Linked DNA regions of Mus musculus: all the other regions are linked to region 3. The links are chromatin contacts, called in public Hi-C, HiCAR-type and capture Hi-C maps. All regions are on one chromosome and are shown on one strand. Each heading gives the region's core, a stretch centred on a gene start, on an enhancer-like site or on the middle of the called end of the contact. The rest is flanking DNA. Distances are from core to core; before and after follow the strand shown. Region 1 overlaps Cntnap2 (contactin associated protein-like 2). Region 2 holds the start of Tpk1 (thiamine pyrophosphokinase). Region 3 holds the start of Cntnap2 (contactin associated protein-like 2). Region 4 holds the start of Arhgef5 (Rho guanine nucleotide exchange factor (GEF) 5).

Region 1 (2,894 bases), core at 27-2,526, 1.9 Mb before region 3:
AGCATTAGAAATAAAACTACGACACACTATTCATATGTCACAAAGAGGAATGAGATCATGTTGTTCCCAGAACACAGGATGAGTCTAGAGAGCCTCAAAATAAGCCAGACTCACAAAGACAAGGATCACAGGCTTTCTCCCATCTGTGGAATCTTCAAAGTGTTTTCATAAAGACATGAAAGCAAACTGGGGGCCTGTTGGGGAACAGGAATGGGACCTGCAGGAGGGCTGATAAGTGTCGGTTGTTGGGGAAGAATATGATCAAAGTATCTTCTGTAGATAGGTGAATATGCCATAATACAACCCACTATTGTGCACAATACACTAATAAAAACAATTATTAACAACTGAAGACACAATGCTAGAACAACATGGTGGAACATTAACCACTCTAATTTCCCCCTAATGGGAATTAAATAACAACTTTCATAGTTTATCTGTGACAGTGAATTTGGTCATTGACATTTTAAGTAGGAAAGGAAAATCCAATTTTACATTTGAGAAAAATGAAGCCTTAACTGAAAAGTGCTTAAAAAAAAAACCCTCACCACATCTGGTTAAAAAAAAAAGTTAAAACATTCTACATTTTAAGACTTTTCCCCTTTCATGTCATTAATAGATTTCAGAACACATTTCTTAGGAGGAAATAAAAGGGTAATTTTGCCCTACTTTTGTAAGCTTGAAGTACCCCCAAATCATTTTACTGCACACTCATCAGAAAGTGCTGCAGGAAGAGAAAATCTCCTGATGTCATCTGGAAGGTAAGAGGCTAGATCTGATTAGTTTTTATAAAGCATAGCAGTTCTGCTAAGGATTATTTACCACGGAGTATTTCCCTTTCCCCAGGCGGCACTGTGCTTGTGTTCTTATCTGATACTCTAGGCGTTTGGAATAGGTGGCTCACAAACTTTGGTAAGCATCTGAATTATCTGCAGGGTTTGCTGCAAACATAGCTTCCGAAGCCAAAGCCACAACCCATTGGTTCGGAATATCTCAGCCCAGCCCAGAAATACGCCCTCTTTAACCAGCTGCTTCTGAAGCAGGTGCTCCTTCCCTTACAAGCAAACACTGTTTTTACAGTCTCTACACCTCTCATATTGCTTATTAGAAGCCTGACTAATTTTGAAGTGTTGTTATTTTGAACTTCATGAAGGGTAAACATGACATTCACTCTTGCTTTTGCTGCAGCCAGATCTGGGCTTCCCACAGAGTACACATGGACAGGATGCCAAAGATTCTTGCCTCACTCCTGATTTTAGGCTTGGATGCTGTGAAGTGCCTTGGCAAGTCATATAGACATTGAGCCATGCAGGCTGGTTGGCTTTGACTTCTCCTTTTTTGCCAGACAGCTTCGACCCAAAGCCAAGATGGCTCCTCTCTGTGACCCCTGGAGAATCAGAACTTCCGGATTCTGTCAACACACAGTAGTGGGCTGAGAGTTTGGCAGGCAACCTTTATCATTGAGATGTGTATGCTTGTTTATGTAAGTTATTTCAGTTCTAAGAACATTATCCTCTCCAGTTCTTTGGTGAAATCTTTTGTCTTGGGCCTTTCCATCACTTCTACTGCCCCTGAGCCTTATTCAAATATCTGCCTCTCTGCCTTTCATTGAATTGTCCTGTACGGTCTTAGGTCTTAATATGTACTGTGTACGGATGAGTCTGACATAGATCTCTGGACCCAGTTCTGAAGCTCAGAGTTCAGAGTGAGCAACCACCATCCCAGGAAGGCTTCTCATCTCTAGTCTCTTGGATGTTTCACCTTAGTGATGTTGTTGTCATCTTAGAGCACTGCAGAATCTATTCTGGATGTAACTTTCATAACAAGTGAAGTTATATATAGTTTAGCTTTCTCCTTTTCTGGTGATCAAATACCCAAATGGAAGCAGTTGAAGGAAGGAATGACTTATTTCAGTTCACAATTTGAGTATACAATCTATCATGGCTGTCCAAGTGCGACAGTTGTTCACATGACATTAACCAATCAGGAAGCAGGGAAAGATTACTACTAGCGCATTACTCAGCTGCACCCTCCTTCCTATTTGGTTCAGGATCCCACCAAGCCTACCTAATGGTGTTACCACATTTAGGGTCTTTCCACCAACTACTCCAGTCTCAAAGCTCACTCGTGGGCATGCATAGAACCTTGTCTCCTAGATGATCCTATATTATTACTAGATGACAGTCAGCATTAACTATCACAAGTTGGATGGCACACTTTGTCAACTGTAACTCCAGAGGCTCTCAAACCAGCCCTAGGCTCTTCTTTCCCATTGCCCTTGTCTCTTGGTTCTGATGGAGCCCCTTCCTGTCCTCCACAGAGGACAGCCTCCTGACCTCAGGCAAAATTAGAAAAAACGTGTCACAGTTCTTGCTCTAATGCTTAGATCTCTTTCTATCTGCAGAGACATTTGACTCTTGTGTTCCTTTCTTCTCATGAAATGAAAATGCTGTTCTGATCTAATGATGATAGAAAAAGCAATTGCTGAGTGGGAGTTTATGACATGTCATTCATTGTGCTAGTTACACATGCATTGTTACACTTGGGGTTTACAAACCATTAAGAAAGGGGACTATTAGTTGTCCCTTTGCAATGAGGATGCTGCAGCCAAGAGATTAGATAACATGTCCAAGTCCATGAAGGGCACAAAAGGAAGGGTCTATCAGAAGCCAGAGTGGCTCTGTGATTCTCCTCTCTCCACAGCTCACCTTGTTGGAATAATCTGTCCTCTGAAGTATACTTCTGTTCCACATGGTTAAGAGTCTATGAGGTGAGAATTCTTTGTTCAGTTCTGAGCCCCATTTTTTAATGGGGTTATTTGATTTTCTGAAGTCCACCTTCTTGAGTTCTTTATATATGTTGGATATTAGTCCCCTATCTGATTTAGGATAGGT
Region 2 (2,700 bases), core at 69-2,568, 1.4 Mb after region 3:
ACCATGGCAACAAATAATCTAAATTAGAAGTGGGCCAATGACTTGAATAGCCATGTCTCAAGAAAGGATGCATACATGGCCAAAAAAGCATAAACAATACTGCCCGCCATCGCAAATCCCCAGGGAGTTAAAATAAAACCACAACAGGATATCAACATGAGAGAGATGAGAGATGGAAGAGAGGGACAGTGATAAGGATTCTTACAAAGGGAAAGTAAGGAAGCTGGGCAAGGATGCAGAGAAAGAGAAACTCGATCATGGTTAATGGAAGTTTAAGTTAGCGTAGACCTATGGAAAACACAATGGAAACTCCTTAACTAAACAGGTGATAGAACTACCATATGGTTCACTCATCCCACTGCTGGGCATACATCCAAAGAGAATGGAAAACACAGTCAAATGCTCTGTACTCTTATGTTTATTGAAGTAGCATTCCTTTGCAAAGATATTGTAATAGAGAAATGGCATTCTTCAGTAATAAAAATAATGAAATAATGGAATTTACAGAGATGTGGATGGGACGGGAGGACATTATGCCTGCCAAGTGAAGTAAGTTGTCAAAGAAAGGCAAATAGTGTATGTTCTGCTAGCTAGAAGCTAAAATGTTGGCATCAAAACTGGAAAGAATTGAATAATGATTGCCCAAGTTTGGGAAGTGTATTTGGAATCTTTAAATAGAAAGAAATGGATGTTTGAGTTAAAAAGATTAAAAAGGACTTACCTATTACCCGACTGGGGAAGGGGAAGTTCATCAGTTAGAATGTTTGACTAGCTGGATACCCAGCACCAGCCACATTAACTTGACATAGTAGTCATGATTGAAAGAGCAGTACTTAGAAGGAAGAAACAGGAGGACCAGATGAATGAAGTCATCTTTCGCTACACAGTGATTTTTGAGGCTAGCTCGGTATACCTGGAACTGGTTTTTAAACGCAGGGATGGGTCTCTGTTATTTCTGGGCCAGCAGGAGACCTACAGGTTCTCAGAATTTTTGAGTCCTCATCTATGCTGGCTTAGAGATGGTGGTGGTGAAATTTTGGTTCTTTGGCTTTGCTAAAAAAAAAAAAAAAAGCTGCATTCCTACAACGTGGTGATTTATTTTAAAGGGTTCCCATTGGTATGTTTACAAAGCACTGTTTGTGCAAAGCACGGGAAGCAGAAGATGAAAGAGAAGGTGGACTCAGTGGACTGGGTGTAACAGATGGGCGAAGGTGGATGGAATTCTCCACTGTGCAGGGAACTGAGCACAGCAGGCTGGTACTAAGCACCCCGCGGTTGCTAGAAGCTACGCAGGCGGCAGCCAGGGGCCCCTCCGGAAGAGGCGGGGCTCTGTGCTCGCGCACGAAGCCCTCTCCCGCGAACGCGCGGCGCGCCCCAGGCTCCGCAGCCGAGCGCCGAGCTTTCGATCCGTCACTCCCGCAGCCCTCGCTCGCGTCGCTCGTGGCTCCACCCGCCATTGTGTAAGTGCGCGGCTGCCGGCGCGGGCTGGCGGGGCGGGGGCGCGGGAAAGAGGGAGCGAGGGAGGCCGCCCCTCGCCGCCAGTCCCCGGATGGAAGCTGGGGCGTCTGGGTGAATAGAGGCAGTGGCCGGAGCTGGAGCCTGGAGCTCGCTTGAGATTCCAGGTTCTCCAGCCTCTGCCTGGGACTTTCCCCCGCCCACCGCTGCACCTTCCTGGCCTCCCGTAGTGCCGGGTCCAAAGTGCCTGCTGCGGGATGCTTACTCCTGTCGCAGAATTACGTTTGGGAAATAACTTGGGACTTATTTTGTTTTCCATACAGAATCCATTCCCCGCTATGGAGCATGCCTTTACCCCGTTGGAACCCCTGCTACCTACGGGTACCGTATTCTTTACCATGCTACAGTGTCAGCACGAGCCCCGCAGAGGGACCTCATTCCTACCCTGAAGGCCTTAACCGAAAACTCCATTTCCTTTTTCCTGTGCGCAAGTTAGCAACCACACCTGTGCCTCTGTTTCCCTGTTTGGAAAGTGAACATAAATATTTAGTCTTTGCCCTGTAGAACTTTTGTGAGGACTGAGCGAGTTGATACAGTTTGTATCCTCTACCTGATATTCCAAGAGTAAACAACCAACATGCCAAACACACATATCCAACCGTGGAACATTTGACACTGGGAACGTGAGGGATGTCCATAGCTGTCTGTCAGGGACGTTTCTAATCATCTTGAAAGTACCTGAACTTAGTACAAGATCAGTACATGGTTACATACAGTGTCTTGAAGTTTTAACCCTAAGGCTTTTAATTTTTATTATAAAACTTGGTGCTGGGGATTGAGTCCAGAGCCTTGAAAATGCTAGGTAAGATACACTTATCAGTAAACTGATTACCCAGCCCATAGGATTTTTATTTCTCAAACTTTGAAGTTATTGTACTTCACATGATGACATGTGGAATGAGTTTTATTAGTAGCATTTATTCTTATGTAATTTGACTACAGTGATAAATTGTAAGGCTAGTTAGTTGTATTTAATTTTCAAGTTACACTTTTTATCTATGGATGTTTGTGTAGGTACATGTGCGCATATGCATATGGGGGTCAGATGTCATTCTGGGGTGTCATTCCTCAGGTGCTGTCATCCACTTTGTTTCTGAGTTTCTCACTGACCTGGAAATAATTGATTAGGCTAGGCTGGCCAGCTGGCCAACTGGATAGGGACCCCAGGTATCTTTCTGGGGCTAC
Region 3 (2,704 bases), core at 120-2,619:
TTTTATACAGTGGAATAATAATATTAATATTGAAATACAGACAAAGGTAAACATTCTTGCATCCACAGAATCTTAAACGGGGGTGGGGGGCAATCATGAGTGAAACATCTAGAAACTTCTGAACCTATCCTAAGTGGAGAATATTTCCCCTTGAACTTCATAGTCCACACTCCTTCACCAATGAACTCACCCAATCTCACAAACAAGGCTGTGCTTAGGAAAGCTGTGCAAAGTGCTACAGAAAATCAGTCCAGCTTTTAACATTTTCTCAGCCAAAGTCAACTATACCTTTCCTCTCTTCATGCACACTATGAGTTTCTAAAGCAATGCAGAAAATAGGCCAGATCTTCCATTTCTTCTACCCACCTCCTTAGACCCACACATTTTTGAGCAGTTAGATCATTTTCTTAAAAACTTTCATACCATCATTTTATTGTGCCATTGCACTGGCTGTCCCAAGTCCTAGCCTGCATGAGTCATGCTCATTACCCCAAACCACTAAGGAATTAGTGCAGTGTCAGTCCCAACATTAGCCTCACTTTCAAAATACACACAATCAAAGAGCTAAATGAGCATTTACTTTCTAGGAGGGCAAAGGAGATTTAGTACACACATAGGTGCCAAACTGCTTGAAGTATGTTCCTTTCTCTTCCTCAGACCAACACAAGTTAAAACCATCAACAAAAATCAAAAACTTATGCTAGTTTTCTGTCCTAAGTAAAATGTAATCATTTCCAGACTGCACTGATAGGTATCAAGAAACGACTACACTTATCACTCTAACCAAGCAGTTGTGGAGTGATCTTTGAGACTAGGAACAACTTTCCAGAAGCATCCAGCACTAGGAAAATCTTCACTGAACAAGGAGCTCCCTGGGTTTGGAGTTTCTCTGCGGCAGTGGCTACAAACGAGAAACCTCCGACAAACAAACACCAGGGGCAAGAATTGGGAATGCACCTCAGAGTTGATACCCGAGCGCCCTTACACCAATGCGGCATTGAAGTGGCTCCAGTACGGAGCCTGGAGAGGAGAGAGCTACTTACGGAACGTGGAGGGAGCTGTCCAGGCTCTGCAGATGAAGCTGCTGAGAATCCAGAGCGAGAGCGCTGCCCTGTAGCCTGCTCTCAGAGACATCACCATCCTTAGCCGCCGGGCCAGTGGTACTCCAAAAGCTCGCTGCAGAGATGCAGTCTGCCTCTCTGTGAGGTTCTTGAAGGGAACCGGTCTGTCCTCAGATGTGAGAGGAAGCCAAGCTCCTCCTGCTTTGCTTTTTCTCCCCTCACCCTCTTCAGGTTCCAGTTCTGGGCTGGCAGCAGCAGGGGAGGCGCAGCCTGGTTTTCCCCTCTCTGTAGGTCTGGTCTCTTGCTCTGCGAGCCAGTGAAATGCCAGGGGAAGAAATTCAAACCGAGAAGGAATAGGAGGGGTGAGGGAGAGGAGGGGACTGACACGTACCCCGCCCTCTCTTCTGGAAAAAAATTACCAAAGGACGCGTGTGTGTGTGTGTGTGGGGGGGGGGGGGGGAATCTGGAGAGCACTCAGACCGCAGGAAAGAACCGAGAGCGATGGGTCCGGTGATGCTGCCTTTGCCACTGCGGGCGATCGCTTGGGTGGCCACTGGGCAGCGCGACTCAGAGGGGTTTCCAGTAGGCTGTTAGCTCCCAGGCTGAGATCAAGGATGTGTAGAGCTGAGGCAAGCCCCCGTACACGCTCGGCCTCAGCGTGGCGCGGCACTGAGAAGCATCCCTAGCTGGGGAGAGAGCTCAGCAGCTACCACCGCAGCCAGGAGCTGGAGACTCTGCTGCCTCCAGCAGTGCCTGCAGACGGGGCGAGCCTGTGGAAGGGAAGCCTCCCCCCCCTTCCCTTCTTGTTTCCCTTCCCTCCCTGCCCCTCCTCCTCCTCCTCCTCCTCCTCCTCCTCCTCCTCCTCCTCCTCCTCCTCCTCCTCCTTCTCCTCCTTTTCCTTTTCCTTTTCTTTTCCTACTGCACTCCTCTTGCTATAACAACCTTTCTGCCCTGTCTTCGTCAGCTTTGGAAGCAAAAGAGAGAAGGAAGCTAGCGTCTCAGGTCCATTAACTGGAGTCAGGGCCAAGGATGAAGAGATGCGACTCACTCTAAGTGGGAGGCGCTGCTGTCCGCGGTGCTGAAGTTGGTGATTTGCTGTGTAATCTAAGAACCCTGCTCCAGACCTGCCTAGTTCCTGACCCAGACAGCTGTAGGAGGGAAAAACCTCTTACTGGGATGCTTTCTCTTTGGCTCCTTTCCTCCCCTTTGAATAGAGATGGTACAGGCTCCTGGAGCTTAGAACTCCCAAAAATCACAATCAGGCGCCGAAAGGCAGGTCTTCTGAGTGGTCCTAACACCAAGTGACAGGTTTAAATATCCTGACTGGCTGGAGCAGAGAGAGATAAAATTGCTCAGATGTACCTAATGCAGATGTTTTAAATGTGTAATCAATTCACACACACACACACACACACACACACACACACACACACACACACACATATATATATATATATATACTCCAAACACATGCTGCTGAGACAACCACACACCGCAAACACAAACAAACCCAATAGGAAAGGTAGAATAACTATGTAGTCAAGTGATAATTACTTTGGTGTGCTTAGGTGTTGCAAGTATTAATAACTAGGAAGGTCTATACAAAGGATGTTTTCTCTAATCATTCAGATGATTTTACTAAT
Region 4 (2,792 bases), core at 110-2,609, 1.8 Mb after region 3:
TTCTGTATTCTTTTGAAAAGAGGTACCCCTTCACATTCCTTCTGACTTGTCCCTCCCAATGCTTACATCTCTCTTTTACCACAAACTTAGAATTTAGAAGCTGTCTGTCCTCTACTCAGCCTCCCCCTTGTCCCCTCCAAGTCCTTTTAAGGTCCATGGGTTCTGTCTTAGACCCGAGGACTGGTTAACAAATGATGACTGTTTTGATAGAGCCAGAAGCTTGCATACCCCAGGTGTAGATAAAGCAGGAAGTGTGGGAAGAGGCCACACTGGGGGCTGTTTCTCTGGGACTTGGTGCTTTTGAAGTAAAGCTGAGAGCACAGTGGGAGAGCAAGGGAGGAAGGAAGCTGAAAGGAAAACCACCCTCTCAACTCTCCAGTTTGGTGTGCCCTTCCCCCTCAGTCTGACACAGCGCTGGCCAGAGTTCACTGCTAGGCCGACAGGAGGACAAGATTGTCCAGAGAACCCAAGATCCAGGAAAGGGGGAGGGGAAGAAGACTTGAAAACTGAGGCTCTAGGGCTAGCTCTCCCGGATCAGTTCTGGAAAAAGGCATTTATAGAAGATGCCCCAAACTAGGGCTCTGAAAATGGGCTACCGCACCGCGATATTCCGAATAGCTCTCTTACACGTTCCTTAGAACCTTGTGCCGAGGCCAACAAGAAACTCCCTATACACAGGTAAATGGGGGAGAGGGAACTCAGGGCAAGGATCCCTGATTCAGATTTCAGAGCCTTAGTTAACAGCGGAGAGAGAGGTGTGTACATAGATTCACACATACGTAGGCATGTAAATGCCGCGAAGATAACGAAGCAAGGCCCAGGCCTGGTTACAAAAGAAAAAAAAAAGACACTTCCAGGTAAGGAACCGTCTAGAAACTGAATCTCAAGAATTCTTTATCATAGGAGTTAGCTTTCCCCAGGGCCCCGACTTTCCGGGTGGAAAAAAGTTCTGATTATTGGCCCGGGAACATTGCGGGGCAGGGTGCCCATTTCCAAGGCTCAGACCTGGTTGGAAAGCAAAGTTTGCCAGGAGGCCATTCCTTCCAGCTCCCTTCCCGGTCCCGACCAGGTACTCAGCCCCTCACTCGGAGCCCGGCCCACTGGCCCAGCCCCCCATTTCCGGAGTCTGCGCCCCGGGACCTGGCCGGGACTGGTCCCGGGGGAGGCCTAGTTCTCTCTTCTTTCCCGCCCCTGCCTTACCTCCACCCGGCTCCACGACCACCCAGAGTCCGGGGCTCAGAAGAGAAGAGAGCACCCACCTGGTCGGAGTCACATGCTGCCCCGGGCTGGCCCGAGAGTCCCCTCCAGGTCCGGGCGCCCGCCGCGGTCCCCAGCCAGGCCAGGCCGCCCCGGCGCCCCACCCGCGGCCCGCCCCTGCCGCCGGACGGGAGGGAGGGACCGGCTTCTCCCAAGGAAGTTTCAGGTGAGGAAACAGGGACACACCTTCCCGGGGGAGGGGCAGCTCCGGGCAGAGCTGGGAAGAGCGAGCTCCGCGGGATTGAGCTCTACCCACAGCACCGGCAGGCCGTGGCCGTCCAGGGGCAGAACCCAGGCAGGAGTCACCAAGGAGCCGCAGGAGAGAACTGGGCACGGGACTCGCCGGTGTCCGGCGTGGCCCTAGACTCCCCTGCGTGTCTCTTCCTCCGTGGGTCCTCGTCAGGTCTCCAACTGAGGCTCATCCGGACCCGGCTGACTTTCTGCCCCTCGATGTTTCCGAACATCTGAGATTTGGGATTGTCAGCGTGTTTCTTTACTTGGTGTTTGCCATAAGATAAAGGGTTCTTGCACAAGTTCTTCTGTTCCTGTCTGTATGCTTCTCTATCTCTTGTCTCTCCCTCTCTACCCCCCTCTCTCCTTCCCATGTTCCTCTCTCTCTTCACTGGGTGCATGTGAAACATTCTTATGTCTTTTCTGTAGATAGCCTCTGTTTGCCACCATGTTCCAGAGTTCATTTTAAGATCTTATGTCTCAGTTTGTATGACCCTCCTCTGTTCTTTCCAGTATTCGGAGAGAGAATACACACACACACACACACACACACACACACACACACACACACACCTTTACCTAATGACAGGAACTTTGGATGTTCTGTCCACAGGCTCCCTCCCCAAACCCATTCCTGGCTCTGGGGGGTACCATAATGACTTTTTCCCCAGGAGAATTAACAGGCTCTTTGGCTGTTTTTCTTTTAGGAATGCTGTGGCCCACAACTGCAATCAGCTTTTGTGGGTAGACTGTCCCCTGATCCCTGTGTCCACCGCTGCTGCACTGGCCCTGGCAGAAGAGGCTAAGCAGTTGTTTGGAAGGCCCTGCAGAATCAAACATGACCAAGGGAGAAAGGCCTCCTCTCTGATAGTCCCGAAGCAATGCAGTGTTCAAAAAATGCCCTAGTTCCGTCATGCTCTTTTGGAGGATTAAACTTTAAAGAGTTTAGCTAGCTTAGACACACTCATAATTGCAGTGAAGTATACAGGAAATAATAAGAAATGCCAAGTCTAGGATTCGGCCATATAAGGGCAGGCCAGCATGCTTCATAAACCCAGCAAGGGCATAGAACAAGGAGTGAAGAGAATCTGAAAATTAAAGCTGGTCAAAAAGTTCCTTCTAGACTGGGAGAGAAACCCTAAGGACTCAGAAAGTCCTGATCTCTAGTGGGTGAACACATTTTGTTAACCTCTGCTGCAGAAGTTGCTGGTGTCTGTCAGCACTCCTGCTTGGGCACAGCTAGTGTGGACAGGGAGCTGGGCATTCTCATTGCTGCCCTTGGCTCTCCTCAGTGAAAGCTCACT

The links. Hi-C and Micro-C count contacts between places; a contact is called where the count stands out from the background. HiCAR-type assays count read pairs that join an accessible place to other places. Capture Hi-C pulls out chosen DNA fragments and counts their contacts.
Region 1: a Hi-C map of cerebellum shows a contact between it and region 3, with 2.2 times the contacts expected there. The contact joins the enhancer-like site here to the promoter of Cntnap2 in region 3. A contact is called at or near these places in 6 of 39 promoter capture datasets (the C10 cell line, cranial neural crest, frontonasal cranial neural crest and 3 more), 10 of 484 Hi-C or Micro-C datasets (LSK cells, cerebellar granule neurons, cerebellum and 4 more) and 3 of 115 datasets of contacts at active chromatin or transcription factors (PVALB interneurons, astrocytes and forebrain).
Region 2: a HiCAR-type map of astrocytes shows a contact between it and region 3, with 7 times the contacts expected there. The contact joins the promoter of Tpk1 here to the promoter of Cntnap2 in region 3. A contact is called at or near these places in 4 of 39 promoter capture datasets (cranial neural crest, embryonic stem cells, liver and 1 more) and 1 of 115 datasets of contacts at active chromatin or transcription factors (astrocytes).
Region 4: a contact with region 3 is called in a capture Hi-C map of embryonic stem cells, with 5 times the contacts expected there. The contact joins the promoter of Arhgef5 here to the promoter of Cntnap2 in region 3. A contact is called at or near these places in 1 of 39 promoter capture datasets (cranial neural crest) and 1 of 9 other capture datasets (embryonic stem cells).

The regions. Positions count from the first base shown.
Region 1 is chr6:46,971,238-46,974,131 of GRCm38.p6, reverse strand. All of the region lies in intron 15 of Cntnap2 (contactin associated protein-like 2), which reads right to left. Among named protein-coding and RNA genes, the nearest start is that of Gm38801, 15 kb to the right of the region's middle. Within about 2 kb of position 1,276, at least 3 of the 459 cell types and tissues checked have an H3K27ac peak or open chromatin away from gene starts, as enhancers often do. A contact at or near this core is called in cerebellar granule neurons and cerebellum, where this site is marked.
Region 2 is chr6:43,664,896-43,667,595 of GRCm38.p6, reverse strand. Tpk1 (thiamine pyrophosphokinase) reads left to right here and starts at 1,318. Exons shown (of 9, transcript NM_013861.4): 1 at 1,318-1,460; 2 at 1,779-1,836. The coding sequence starts at 1,794.
Region 3 is chr6:45,058,726-45,061,429 of GRCm38.p6, reverse strand. Cntnap2 (contactin associated protein-like 2) reads right to left here and starts at 1,369. Exons shown (of 24, transcript NM_001004357.2): 1 at 1,044-1,369. The coding sequence starts at 1,140.
Region 4 is chr6:43,264,211-43,267,002 of GRCm38.p6, reverse strand. Arhgef5 (Rho guanine nucleotide exchange factor (GEF) 5) reads right to left here and starts at 1,359. Exons shown (of 15, transcript NM_133674.1): 1 at 1,260-1,359.